Regions from separate parts of the Drosophila melanogaster genome. Here region 1 is linked to region 2. Evidence: chromatin contacts called from public targeted proximity ligation data. All regions are on one chromosome and are shown on one strand. The core of a region is the stretch at or near the end of the contact, and the rest is flanking DNA. Distances in the headings are between cores, read along the strand shown. Region 1 holds the start of Spn (Spinophilin). Region 2 holds the start of CG1146.

The links.
Region 1: a targeted proximity ligation map of the Kc167 cell line shows a contact between it and region 2, with 2.6 times the contacts expected there. A contact is called at or near these places in 10 of 107 Hi-C or Micro-C datasets (the D17-c3 cell line, the Kc167 cell line, the OSC cell line and 2 more) and 2 of 7 datasets of targeted methods (both in the Kc167 cell line).

The regions. Positions count from the first base shown.
Region 1 is chr3L:2,552,848-2,559,608 of dm6, reverse strand. Spn (Spinophilin) reads left to right here and starts at 5,317. Exons shown (of 16, transcript NM_001259642.1): 1 at 5,317-5,551. msn (misshapen) reads left to right here. Exons shown (of 18, transcript NM_206252.3): 12 at 1,220-1,816; 13 at 1,882-2,037; 14 at 2,101-2,268; 15 at 2,324-2,473; 16 at 2,533-2,667; 17 at 2,743-2,817; 18 at 2,880-4,762. The coding sequence ends at 3,053.
Region 2 is chr3L:2,487,326-2,493,497 of dm6, reverse strand. CG1146 reads right to left here and starts at 4,694. Exons shown (of 2, transcript NM_167951.2): 1 at 4,608-4,694; 2 at 885-2,518. The coding sequence starts at 2,375. The coding sequence ends at 1,428. All of the region lies in intron 13 of Svil (Supervillin), which reads right to left.

The DNA of each region.
Region 1 (6,761 bases), core at 4,068-6,567, 65 kb before region 2:
CTTTGACGTGGAGCAAAGTTCATTATGAAGAGGGTAAACAATGAAAATTGGTTGAGAAATTTTGAAAATATGAAAATAACTTGCATGCTCGTAATGAAGCTCTCACCAAGTGCATGACTGAGTAAAACTGATTTATCGAACACATCAAAAAGTAAAGATCCAAAATGTTTAAACAAATTTCTTCTTCTTAATTGTGCTTTGTCTTTCCGCAACGTTTGAGCTGATGGCCACTACGATATATTCTAACAATTTACAAATTACCAATCAAAAACAAACAATCAAAACATTACAATAGTAAGTATGAACGATTAGTCCCCCAACGACAAAGTGCTCCTTATTTTGTATAATTTGCTCTCTTAAAAAAAAAAACCAACCAAACCCAATAAACAACTACCAAAACAAGAAAATACGTTTGTGTATAGTTATAATTCTCTTCATCTTATGTGTTTTCATCACATTTTTTTCATAATGTGCCATACAATCTGTAAGTTTTCTTCAAGGGACATGGAAATCTTAAATATAATTTTTGCACATCTTTACAACTTTTTCCCAGATCTGGGAACACTTTTCCGTGTTATTCTGTCAATAAAACAAATTCATTTCAATTTCAACTTGGGTATTCCCTTTGTCTTTTGCGTTGTAAGCAGCCAATCTTTTGTGGCTAACGTTTCGTCTACTATACATTACACACATACCACATACAACACACACAGGTTCCAAAGTAAAGTATGAAAACACAACACATTTTCAATGGGTTTCTTCTTTTTACCAAAGGCCTCTGGGGAAAGATTAATCACATATTGATTTATAATTTCTTCTGGTTTAATCTTAACACACTTCCGCCTTTTTTACCACTGTTAACATGGTCTGAGTTTCGGCTATATTTTCATTTGTTGTTAGTCTAAGCATCCACACATAACACTTATAAGCACACAAGACACTATTGTAATGCTCTCTATGCTCACATAAACCGAAGCACACACCCAATCCTCGCATGTGAATATTTTTTAATTTATCTTATTTTTAGTTGACATCTTAAGACTAATTACAATTTTTCTGCACTTTTCTATTTTTCTTTTCTTTCTACATAAAAAAAAAACGTAAACAAATCAAAAACCAATGAAATCCTATGTAAAAATATAAAAATAAATAAATAATAATCGATAACGTACGCCAATAAACTAATCGAAATAATCGAACTGTGTTATCGATTAAGCAGTATCAAGCGGCCATTAGCTCATCCGTGCATTCCACGCCATCGAAATCGTTTATCGCCAGCAGCGGAAGCGGTGGTCTCGGTTTGGGGGGCGGTACCGTTGTGGGCGGCGTGATTATCAGCAGCAATCACTCGCCCCAATCGACGATATCGCTCGCCTCTTCGTCCTCGAATTCGCGCCAGAATTCGCCCAAGAATTCGATCAGCAAGACGCGCTCCTCCAGCAGTATTACTAATCTCTTGCACAAATCTGCTTCTTCCTCCTCCGCGAACCTGCACCACCTGACGCCCTGCTCCTCGACGTCCTCGGCCTCGATCTCCAATCCGCTGCCACCGCACGCCTATGCCCTGCAACAGAAGCAGCGCAGTTTCCTGACCTTTGGCTTCGGCGCCGGCGGCTCTGGTCCTTCGCGCCGGGAATCGCACGTCAATGTCAATGTAACGCCCACCTCCCACGAGGCGGCCAACGATACGCCCGAGATCCGTAAGTATAAGAAGCGCTTCAATTCGGAAATCCTGTGCGCAGCGCTATGGGGCGTCAACCTGCTGATTGGAACGGAGAATGGCTTAATGCTGCTAGATCGATCCGGTCAGGGCAAGGTAAGTGATTTATATAGAATGAAATCATGTACCCCTCTAATGCACCATTATATCTGCTGCCACAGGTCTACCAGCTCATCTCGCGACGCCGTTTCCAGCAAATGGAGGTGCTAGAGGGCCAGAACATATTGGTCACCATATCCGGCAAGAAGAACCGAGTGCGCGTCTACTACTTGTCCTGGCTAAAGTCGAAGATCTTGCGCACCGACGGACTCTCCGATGTGAGTTATTTGAATTGCCAAGTTAGCCATTCGACTAATAATTCGATACGATTTCAATTGCAGCAAGTGGAGCGTCGGAACGGTTGGATCAACGTGGGTGATCTGCAAGGTGCTGTACATTTTAAGATTGTCAAATACGAGAGGATTAAGTTCCTAGTGATTGCATTAAAAGACTCTATTGAAATTTATGCATGGGCTCCCAAACCATATCACAAATTTATGGCATTTAAGGTGGGTCTCCGCAAATCATTATGAAAGTTTTCGAGTCATGGTTTTTATTTCATAGAATTTTGGTGAACTGGAACATCGCCCGCTTTTGGTCGATCTCACCATTGAGGATCAGTCGAGACTGAAGGTGATCTATGGCTCCGCCGAGGGTTTCCATGCGGTTGATTTAGATTCAGCTGAAGTATACGATATCTATCTTCCCAAGCATGTAAGTTGGTCTGATGGCAAATGTCGTAATTGATTGCTAAATAATTGCTATTTCTGCAGACTCAGGGTGCAATCATTCCGCATTGTATTGTGGCGCTTCCCAACTCAAATGGCATGCAACTGCTGCTGTGCTACGACAATGAGGGCGTCTATGTGAACACTGTGGGCCGCGTTTCCAAGAACATTGTACTGCAGGCAAGTCATCGGGGAATACTTCTAGCTATTTAGTTGGCCAGTGTGTTAATACACTTTTTTTTTACTCCTTCTTAGTGGGGCGAGATGCCCACCTCGGTGGCCTACATCGGCACTGGACAAATCATGGGCTGGGGCAATAAAGCAATAGAGGTGAGTGAGCATGCTTTTGGGACCTCGAGTAATCATTTTAATGGTTTGTGCCCTCATTACAGATACGTTCCGTTGAGAGCGGCCATTTGGATGGTGTGTTCATGCACAAAAAGGCGCAGCGCTTGAAATTCCTTTGCGAGCGAAACGACAAAGTATTCTTCAGCAGTGCCAAAGGTGCTTCATCGTGTCAAATCTACTTTATGACGCTCAACAAGCCGGGCATGGCCAATTGGTAATCGAATCCAATCGAAACCAATCCAATTCAATCCAATCCAATCGACGATCGATGATCGTGGCAGGCAGCCTTCGATCGACGGCCCAGCGATCGATTTGCTCAACCGGCAACAAAATCAACCCATAAACATTTTCTTCTTATTTTACCACAAAAGGCAAACGAAAATGAATGAAAGTATCTAACGCGAACACATAAAAGATAATTAGCTGATTTAAGTGAAGAGTGCATAACGATTAAGTGAGATATCCTAAACAAACACACCAACAACAACAACAACAACAACACTCAACAACATACCAACAACCCGAGGTCATGAACTTGTGCTTATGAAATTCACCACGACAACGTTTCAATTAGTAAATGTGCTAAGAAAACTCGATCAACGCGAGTCTATATATATATATATACATATATATATATATATATATATGTGTATAAAATAATCTACTTAATATTTAGAAACGAACATTTCAAGCTCACTCGTCGAGGTTTTTTGTCAGATCTGGTCAGAAAAAAAACCGCAATTAAAGCAATTCGTATCCTCCATCCTTTCGATGTATGTATATTAACGTTACATAACTGAACAAACACCCAGCACACACGATTCAGATTCAGATTCATTTCAAATGTCGTTTCACGATTGTGTATGATTTCGCTTACAAGTTAAACTTAAGTTGAAAGTTAGCAACGCAGCATAAGCCCACAAAACATACAAGTATATCGAATTTTCTGCGCACAGCAGAAAATATAGAAGAAAATATATGCAGTTAGTTTTTGTTCTTGATATTATCAAATAGAATTTATTTGTGCGTTTCTGATAAATACGTGTTAGTGGAGAGAGAGCAGAGGAAATTTATACATTTTATGCAAATGCAAATGCAAATGGAAATCGAAGCGAAGCGAAGCAAAGCAAAGCAAACAAAACCCACATAAAACGCCATTGTAAAAACTAAGTGATAAACAAGTAAATAATTGATTAATGTAAAATAAAGCCGAAAGCAACACAAAACCCAAGCAAGCTTGCAACAATTGAGGAAATCCAATGGAAGTATAGAAACGCACCACGTCGTTTGCGAGGAGAGCTACCTTAATAACGAAATTGGAGGGAATTACAAAACGAGAACCTAGTTAAGCTGCATTTTTTACTGAACTTTTATACAGAGCCAAGAGAATGATGAAAACAAAAGCAAAAATAACGGATGAACGAATCGAGGAGGGAAATTAAACCAAAATTCTATAAATCGTAGCATGTTAAAATTGATAACCATCTCCGCTTTTTGTACTGTGTGCATTTCTTTGTGTTTTCACTAGCTTCAATATCAAAAGTGGTCACGTTGCAATATCTCTATATCGAGTGCATATAGAAGAATCTTGTCCCCAACTGGCACACACTCCAATGTCCCCAATGAAACACTAATTCTGCCTTATTTTATGTTGTTTGCGTGATTTCGCCCCACTCCCTTCTCTTCCACACGAAAAAGTCTCATGAAGAAGTATATTTAAAATATTGTTTGTTTTTGTGTTATAAACTGATTGTACGCCCCCGTATTTAGTAATGTTCATCCAAGCAAAATGGAAAGATAAGTGCACCAACATGCACGTCTAAAGCAACAAAAAAAAAAAATAAAAGAATTAGTAATAAATGCTTACTTTATTTCTAAAATAAAACAAGTAAAATGGTACAGAAATGAATGTAAATCTAATTATTATATATATATAATCTCAAAATTAAAAAAAAAAAATACAACAAAAGATCCGCATTTTATTTGCCGGTTGGTATTTATTATTAAGAAGTTATTTTAATACAAAAGGTATTTTAAAATTCGGTCACCAAACGAATATTTCAATATTTAACATGAATGTAGAGAGCTTTCTACTGGTTTGAGTCTTTGCTAGTTTTTACATTACCTTACAAATGACCTAAAGTGAATAATACAGATTTACTATAATTTTCTTAAAAACTTAAGCTCTTTAAATATTAAATATTGAGCTGCATTTTCAAGCGTTGTGCGTTTCCTAAGGAAAAATAAATTTGAATTTCGTAAAATGGCCAAAGCAATGCCAGTTTAGAACACAAACTTTTTGAAATGTAGCGCTGATTGCTCGAATATAAGTGAATAAATCGAATATTATTAGCAAGTTATCAGTGAGACCGCACTTGAATCGAGAATTAAAAACCCATAGCGCCAAAACAATTCACCGATAGTATCGAATAGTCGTCTCCTATCGTACCAGCTCTAAAAAAACAAAGCAAAACCAAAATCGGCCCGAAATTCAAGCTAAACGGACGCGTTTTCGTCGCGAGTTTAACCGCTGCAAAAATATCAACAATAAGTATAAATTGCCGCGGGTACTGAGTTCATATGATGATCGAGTGATTTTTTTCATCGTACAATTAACGTCCTTCGAAATAGGATATATTCGAGTATTCCGGGTCGCGAGTATTTAAAAAAAAGGATTTGTGTATACCGAAAGGGCTAAACAAAAAGCTTTTTAAAGGTAAATCCCAGCAAAGGAGTGTTAAATGGAGTTTGGCGAAAAGCTAATGTGCCGGAAAAAAGTACAAAACAGTGCGAATGAAAATAAAAAGACGCCGACTATATGTGTATAAGGTCCATGTGTATGTGTGAAAAAATCCTGGACAACGCCACTCCTTTTGCGCAAAGAAATTTAATAAAAAAAAACGCAATGAAGCTGTATATAGAGAGCAAAACGAAGCTGCGCCGGAGTTGAACGAAATACGAAGTGTAAATTGGGGGTGTGGGTGCCACACAATTCCGGGTGTACGCAAATATTTTGAAACGAAATCGCCATTAAATTCAGGTTCCGATTTTAGTGCAAATACAACGGTAAAACAATGAAATTGCATTTGGAGTAGCGGCATTTTTAGGGGTGTGTGTGAGTTCGAGTCCTGTCGTCCTGCTTGCACCCTCTGCGCAGAAGCAGGACAGCAAAAAACCCCCGAAAAAACAATTGCAAATTGCAGAATTGCGAGCGAAACACGAAAATACGAAAATAGTTTCGGCCAACAGCTGGCGAAGTTTCAGACACCTGGCGAAAAAACCAACATGGGACACTTAAACAGTTAAACGGTTCTCCTTTTTATGGCTTTTAATAACTGGTTTCGCAGAGCCTTTTCGCGTAGGTGCGAGCGAGCAGGAAGTATGCCCCAACCAAAGAACCGTTGATCGCAAAATGCAACTCCGATCGGGTGGGAATGAGTAAGAGAAGCGGGAGAGAGGGGGAGCGAGAGCGAGATGGAGACTGGGTGATAAAAAACCATAACATAACAAAACAAAACAAAACGAAAGCAAGTGACTTTTGTTTTTCTCTTGTTGTCTTAGGTTCTGTTTGCATGTGTGGGTTTCTTCTGATAATTTCGCTATCGTTGTTTTGGCCTTATTTATCGCCGTTCTTTGTTTTGCAATTCTGCGAGTGGCCGCAATTTATGCAAATATGCAGAAATCACAATTCTATTTGCACTATTTCCTCAATAAAAAATCGCTGGCGAGGCCAAGAACATTATATTGTTGTTAAACTCAGCTCTTCGCGGGTACAATTTCACCCTCTTTTGTGCGTCGCGTGCTCTGCGCTTCTTTTTCTCATTTGTTTATTTTTAGTTGCGGAATTTCTGGTTACAAACCGTATTTAATTTCAACGACTTCCCTCTGTTGTGCTCCTTATTCTCCACTCCCGCTTCCACTTCCTT
Region 2 (6,172 bases), core at 3,445-5,944:
CAGCCAATAAAGGCCAATTTACAATATTTTATTGGCCGTTGTGCTTATTTGCGTCGCTGTATTTGGTTTTTGCACGAGATGAAAAATAGATATATTCAGCACAACTACAGCAAATGTTAAAATTAGCATATGAACATATACAGTTTTCTCTGTTTTTGGTCGATTTTGGCAACCGGTAAAACTAAGCCAAGCCAAGCCAAGCCAAATCAAATCGAATCGTTGCCAATTAGGCCAAGTTGAGGTTGCCAATTGCTTTATGGTCAAGATCAAGTGCGGAATGCGTGGGCATCTGGCTAATTTTGAGGCTTCGCTGTGGAGAAATAAACTGGAAAATTTCCCGGAACTCGTGTATCTGTAGAGCTGCTTAATCTTTAGTTCCCTGGATGCGGCCCCATCAACTGAAGAGCAGCATAATGGGATTGATAAGGTCGCCCAGCTGCGGATTTATTGTTCGTTCTTGTTTGTATTGTATTGCAGCGGCCACTTGTTGCACTATCCAAGGTTCATTGGAACTCACATCCCCAGAGACCTTTCACCGTAGGGTATCTGGTGTATCTTCTGCTGTAGCTCGTCGACATTATAAATCCGCTTCAGAGCCTTCGCTCCCCATCGAATCAATCAAAAGCCACAGCAACGAAATTACCTCACATCACAATCGTTTTGCGGTGAATACTTTTCCCAATTCCCATCTCCCATCTCCCAATTTATAATTAATGATCGCTCCAACGTTTTGATTTGCGTCAATTTATTTGACAAATTGTGTTTGGGGCCAAGACACGCTTGGATGGTCTTGCTAGATTTTCCAAACTGAAAAATAAATTAGTTGGCAGCTGTGCGCCGGGCTAAAAAGGTGCAAGAAATAAATAGATGGTCAACGTTCATCTAAAATTGTTCGAATGCCCAGGCGCAGCTGTGCATACAGTGTTTTCTCTTTATTAAGAATATACGATAATAAGGTGTGTGTGTGTGTGTGTGTGCTGCATTTAATACAGTTTTCATTTACAACATATAGTACATTTAACGATAAGTAATACTACCATACAAATTCATGTTTATTCATAAGTTAATACGTACAATCAGCATATTAGTTTAGCAGTACTGTTCTCTGTGAATGAGATGCTTCGCAATTTGAATTCGGTTTCCTGACACAACTAACGTTTTTTATACAATTGATTGGGATTCTAAGTACAGGCTTCGATTGCCAATTGCGATTTAGGTTGGAAAGTCTTTACTTTGATTTGCTTAAGTTTCCGTCGATTAAACAAACAAAATGCGGGCGTTTTCCTGTGGACTTGGGGGACTTGGCAAGGTCTCCGGTGGCTTTGTTTCCTGGACAAATGCCTGGTTGGGATGGGAGTTCACCTGGTTGTTCCATCTGACCCTGGGGGATGGCACTATAAAACGTTCCTTCAATCCCACCGTGTTCCTCATCTGGTTTCGTTGATGTACGTGGTCTCTTCGATACACGAGGCCTGCTCTTCGTTGAGGAGATCGGTGATGGAGTAGGCGGACAGGGGGCGTGAGAACCTCCGCTCGGAGAGAATATCATCGATGCTGGTCACCGGCGAGAGGCACTGGCAGTCCGGGCAGTCTTCCGGCTCCTCGGCACTCCGGGCGATCACCTGGAATATATCCTCCATGCTGGTCTGCAGGCACAGGGAAGGCGGCTTCCTCAGGAGAACCGGAGATCGGGAGTGCTCCAGTTCCGGGGAACTGGAGAGCGGGGAGGCCGTGGAGGGCGTGGCAGAGGTACCACGGGTTCGTCTTGGAACCGGCACTGCCATGGGCTCCCAATCGTTGTGGCTGGATGCCTTCTTGGAGGGCTCCTCCTCCAGTTCCTGCCACAGGTGCATCGTCTGCTCGATGTGCTGCAGCTGAGCCGAGAGCTGACTGGCGATGCTGGTTTTCCGCGAGACGCAGGGCGTCGAGTCTCTGGACTCATCGCTTGCTCCGAACATCCTGATCTCGGGAAGCGTTATGGGCGCAACGCGGCTCACCTGGCGCGTGTTGCCCGTCTCAAACATCCTGGCTATCTTGGTGACGTTGCTCCGCTTAACGGGCGCTGGACTAGGAGGTGGTAGCTCCGCTTTGGGCGCCACCTGCTGACGCTTGGGATACACCCGGGTCACTGGCTTCCTGGCCTTGGGCTTCACCTTTCCGGCGACCTGCTCCTGGCCCAGAACGTGGCAGCATAGCTCTGGGCCGTAGCAGCGGTGAAACATGTTCCTGTTGGCCTCGTAGTCCGCGTCCGCGAAGCGTTTCATCCGGATGAGGGACTTCGGCAGCAGGGTGACTACCACGTAGGAGACGAGGAGGTAAGGTAGCCATTCCGCATACTTCCAGGCGGTTTCCACGTATTCCGTGTAGTCCGTCATGCTCGCTTTGTTATCACAAATTGCAATTCGATTTGCTTGGCGGTATTTATTAACTTTTACCTCGCTTTTCCGCTGATATCGTTTTTTTCACTTTTTTTTATATTGTCGATAAGGGCAAAGTTTTATTATGACATCACATCACTCTGCAAGGGGATTGGTTAAATAATGGGATATTTCATTTATTTATTCACTGCTGGCAGAACGGAACACATTGCAAAATATTTACTTGGAGTTTTTATTTATTCAGCAATGTCTTCCGTGACTGGTTTATTTACTTAGTTCGCGTTTTTCTTTTTGTGTCCACAAAAATATATGTGTGTATGTTCTGAAAATTATCCAGATCTCATTGGACGTTCAGTTTCTAAAGTGTTTTCAAGAGCTGGTCATTACACTTCGAAGATTTTGATTCTTTCTTTTCAAATATTTTTAGGTATTTATGTATTAGTTTCTTGTTTATCCAAGCTTTGTTTTCGGGTTTGCAATGTTTTGTACCGGTTCAGCTTGAGTTCAATTTGTTTTGAATAAAAAGAGCTTGGTAAGACATTTAAAAAATTATGAGTGACATTCAAAACATTGCAAACTCCTATCCAAAGTTTCGTAGTTTTAAGGATAACATTCTCACACACCCACACACCTTTCTTCAAGTGGTGTCCACTGCGTTTTGCACTTTGCGACTGCCGCTTGCATTAATATTTATATTTATATTTCCATTAGTGCGTATTTTTATCTTGGCCCGACATCTGATAGCCCGAGCTTTATTTATTTATTTATTTATTTAGCAGCTATTTAGTTTTTTGCGAGCTGTTTCGGATCGGATTCTTTTGTTTCTTCAGCCGCTTTTTGTATTCCGTTGCGCCTCGCGGTCGTTCTCCTCTCTTCGGCTCCTCTTTTCGAACTCAGACGTGAACGCGAATGTCGATGCGAAACTCAGCGGTGCGATGCGAAACTGCTCCCCAAAGCGGGGAGCTTTTGCTCTCCCCCACGCTCTCTTGCTCGCTCGGCTGCTCTCTTTGGCGAGCGCAGTCGCCTTAAGCTCGCTCTTCAAGAGAGAGCAAACCTGCTGCACTTGCGCAGAATTCTTCTTGGCAATCTGATGATGCTGTTGCGCTGTTGTTGTTGTTCGGGCTGCCATTGTTGTTGTTCTGGTTGGGTCAAGTAGTTGGTCATGTCTGATAAGAGCGTGCGCGTGCGAGGGAGCCAGCAAATGGGCAACTTTCATTTCAAAGAAGTTCTTTTAGCAAACCTTAACCCTTTGCGAAATTTATACTGTATGTATAACACTGACATAAGTATTATAATTTTTGATTCTGAGTTTTGTAGTTCATTAGTAGCATGTTATATTTTTCAGCTTCTTTTAGGAATATATCTCTTTCAAAATTAGTGTAAATATTTGCTGCGGTTTCCACATTTCCACTGCGCTCTGTATCATCTTCGGTTTTATTATATTTGCCTGGTTTATCAGAGACGCGACATATGCAAACAGCTCACGTAGGTAAATAAACCAAATATAGAAAGGCACGATCAACAACAACAAACGGAGCAACTGGGGTGCCTCTTTGTGATTTATGGGAATTAATTGCTAATTGTTGATTTTGCGCCCCTTAGAAATTTGTGTCATCTTTTTGTAAAATCTTCCCATCTAATATAGACATTTGCATCGCGACTAGATGTGAAAACAGATGCGCCTTTCGGATTTCAGAACACATTTTGTGTCGAGCAGAGTGAAATACTTATTTCTGAATCATTTGCGTGGGTTCTGGTTCTTTTCTACGCGATTTGTAATGGCCAAAGAGATTGCGGTCACTTCGGAGATTTCATGTCAAATCTTATTTTATTTTGACAGTCGCACTTTGAGAAAGTTTTGTATTTACAGGTGGGTGGGTAGTCACGTATGTATGTGTGCTTATTTGTGCACACAAGTGGAATAGCCAGCCTTGAAACACTTTGGTATTTATATATCGCTTTTCATAATTTCATATTTCACTTTTTCTTTTCAGCCGCTGCCAAGCGAATGCGAACAAAAAACAAAAAATAATAGATAAGTAAAAACAGTGCCATTCGCTTCCTGCTGCATTCGACAGTTTATGCAACTCAGGAAACCACTTCGCATTACTTTTTATGCAACTCGCAGCGGGCCTCCAGTTTTATTTTTATTTTTAGTTGTCGCTTATCAATTTTAATGTCAATTGAAACCGGCAGCGGGTAATAATGCATACTAATAACAATAGCAACAATGTCTGGCGAATCGAGAGCTCAAATCAAACTCGAATTGCCGCTGCGAAGTGCGAACCACTCGCTTCCAAGTCGCGATTGAAACTGCCTCGTAAATTTACAGACCGCCGAAGTCGGGAACTCGGGATCGCATCGTATCGCATTGGATCGGATTCTTCAAAAGCCGGGTCTTCGAGGAAAACGAAGCTCCGAGTCTCCGACGACGAGGAGGAAGACGAAGCTGCCAAGACGACAGCTAAGAAGGCTTTTTAAATTAAACTAAGCGTAGTAAACAAGATCATTGTGGGCATGCCGTGAAAAAGGGTAAATTATAAAAAGGGTGATTTTAATGTGACAAATATCAGCTATGAAACTGAACAAGTAATGGTTCTTTGTAATTACTACTCAATTCTTATTTCGAAATACATTATTGTTAAGGAAGCTGTTTTAAGTCTTACTTTTACATGGTACCAAAACTTAACAAAAATTCGATCGTCTGTATACACACACATTTTCTGTACACTTCGTGACTGGAATGTGACCAAATAAAAAGGGACAACGAAATTTTTGGGCTGGGCCCACATCTGCCCAAGCTGATGAGATGAATCACCAGAGAAGAGAAGAAGGCAGCCAAGAAGGCCTAACGCGAAATTCATTTAGTCGCACTAAAAATAAACCAATGCAAGTTCAGCAACTTGAGGCACAATGATGTAATTGTCTAAAAATTCAATAGCTGCCAAGAAACTAAGAAAAAAGGTAGAGGATCGAGAGCAGCAAGCCACCTTATCTCGAGAAGTAATGAATCACATACAGAAGCAATAAAAGTAATCAGCAATAAGCAGGCATTCTTGCAGCTTGTAGATACATCGGCCAGATACAGATACAGCAGCAGATATATATATATACAGATACAGATACAAACGGGGAAAACAGAGGGCCGCAGTTGATTTTAGAAGTTTATGAACAGCTCGGGCTACTGCTGTTTTTCTGCCCCTTTCCGCCGCTGTTGTCACTGATGCGAGGGCATGGACTAATGAACAAGTACAGCAGCAACATCAACAGCACCGCAGCAACATTGCAGCATTGCAGCAGCAGCAGCAACTGCAACAATGATAATGAAGTAGACTGCGGCGAGCCGGAGCACAAAACTGCAAGTATATCAAATTTACAAAACAATTTACAACAGCAGAAGGCGAGGCCTGCAGCTGGAAGATGAGCACGTTCAAGATCTCCAGGCGGAGATCAAATGCTGCGGACCCTGCGAAGCCCCTAAAACAACAACTTCTGCCAGTTAGAAGCAGTCCAAAAGCAACCTTCGTTCGCCTCCTTTTCCATCTTTATTTCTTCACTTTGTAATTGTTGCTACAGTTAGGGAAAAAAGGTAAGTAAACTGCCCAAAAACATATATTATTTCCAAGAGCCAAGTGTTTGGTTTAATCAAAAAGTTAAAGATCAGACAAATATATTTGAAAGATATATTTTTTCTTTTTGCTTAGGAAGCAAACATTAATTTTCCAGTTGACACATTTTTTCTCTGAGTGTCTGGTCTGGCTGCTGTAGTTGCCTTTGGTTTGCTTTCTCAGATG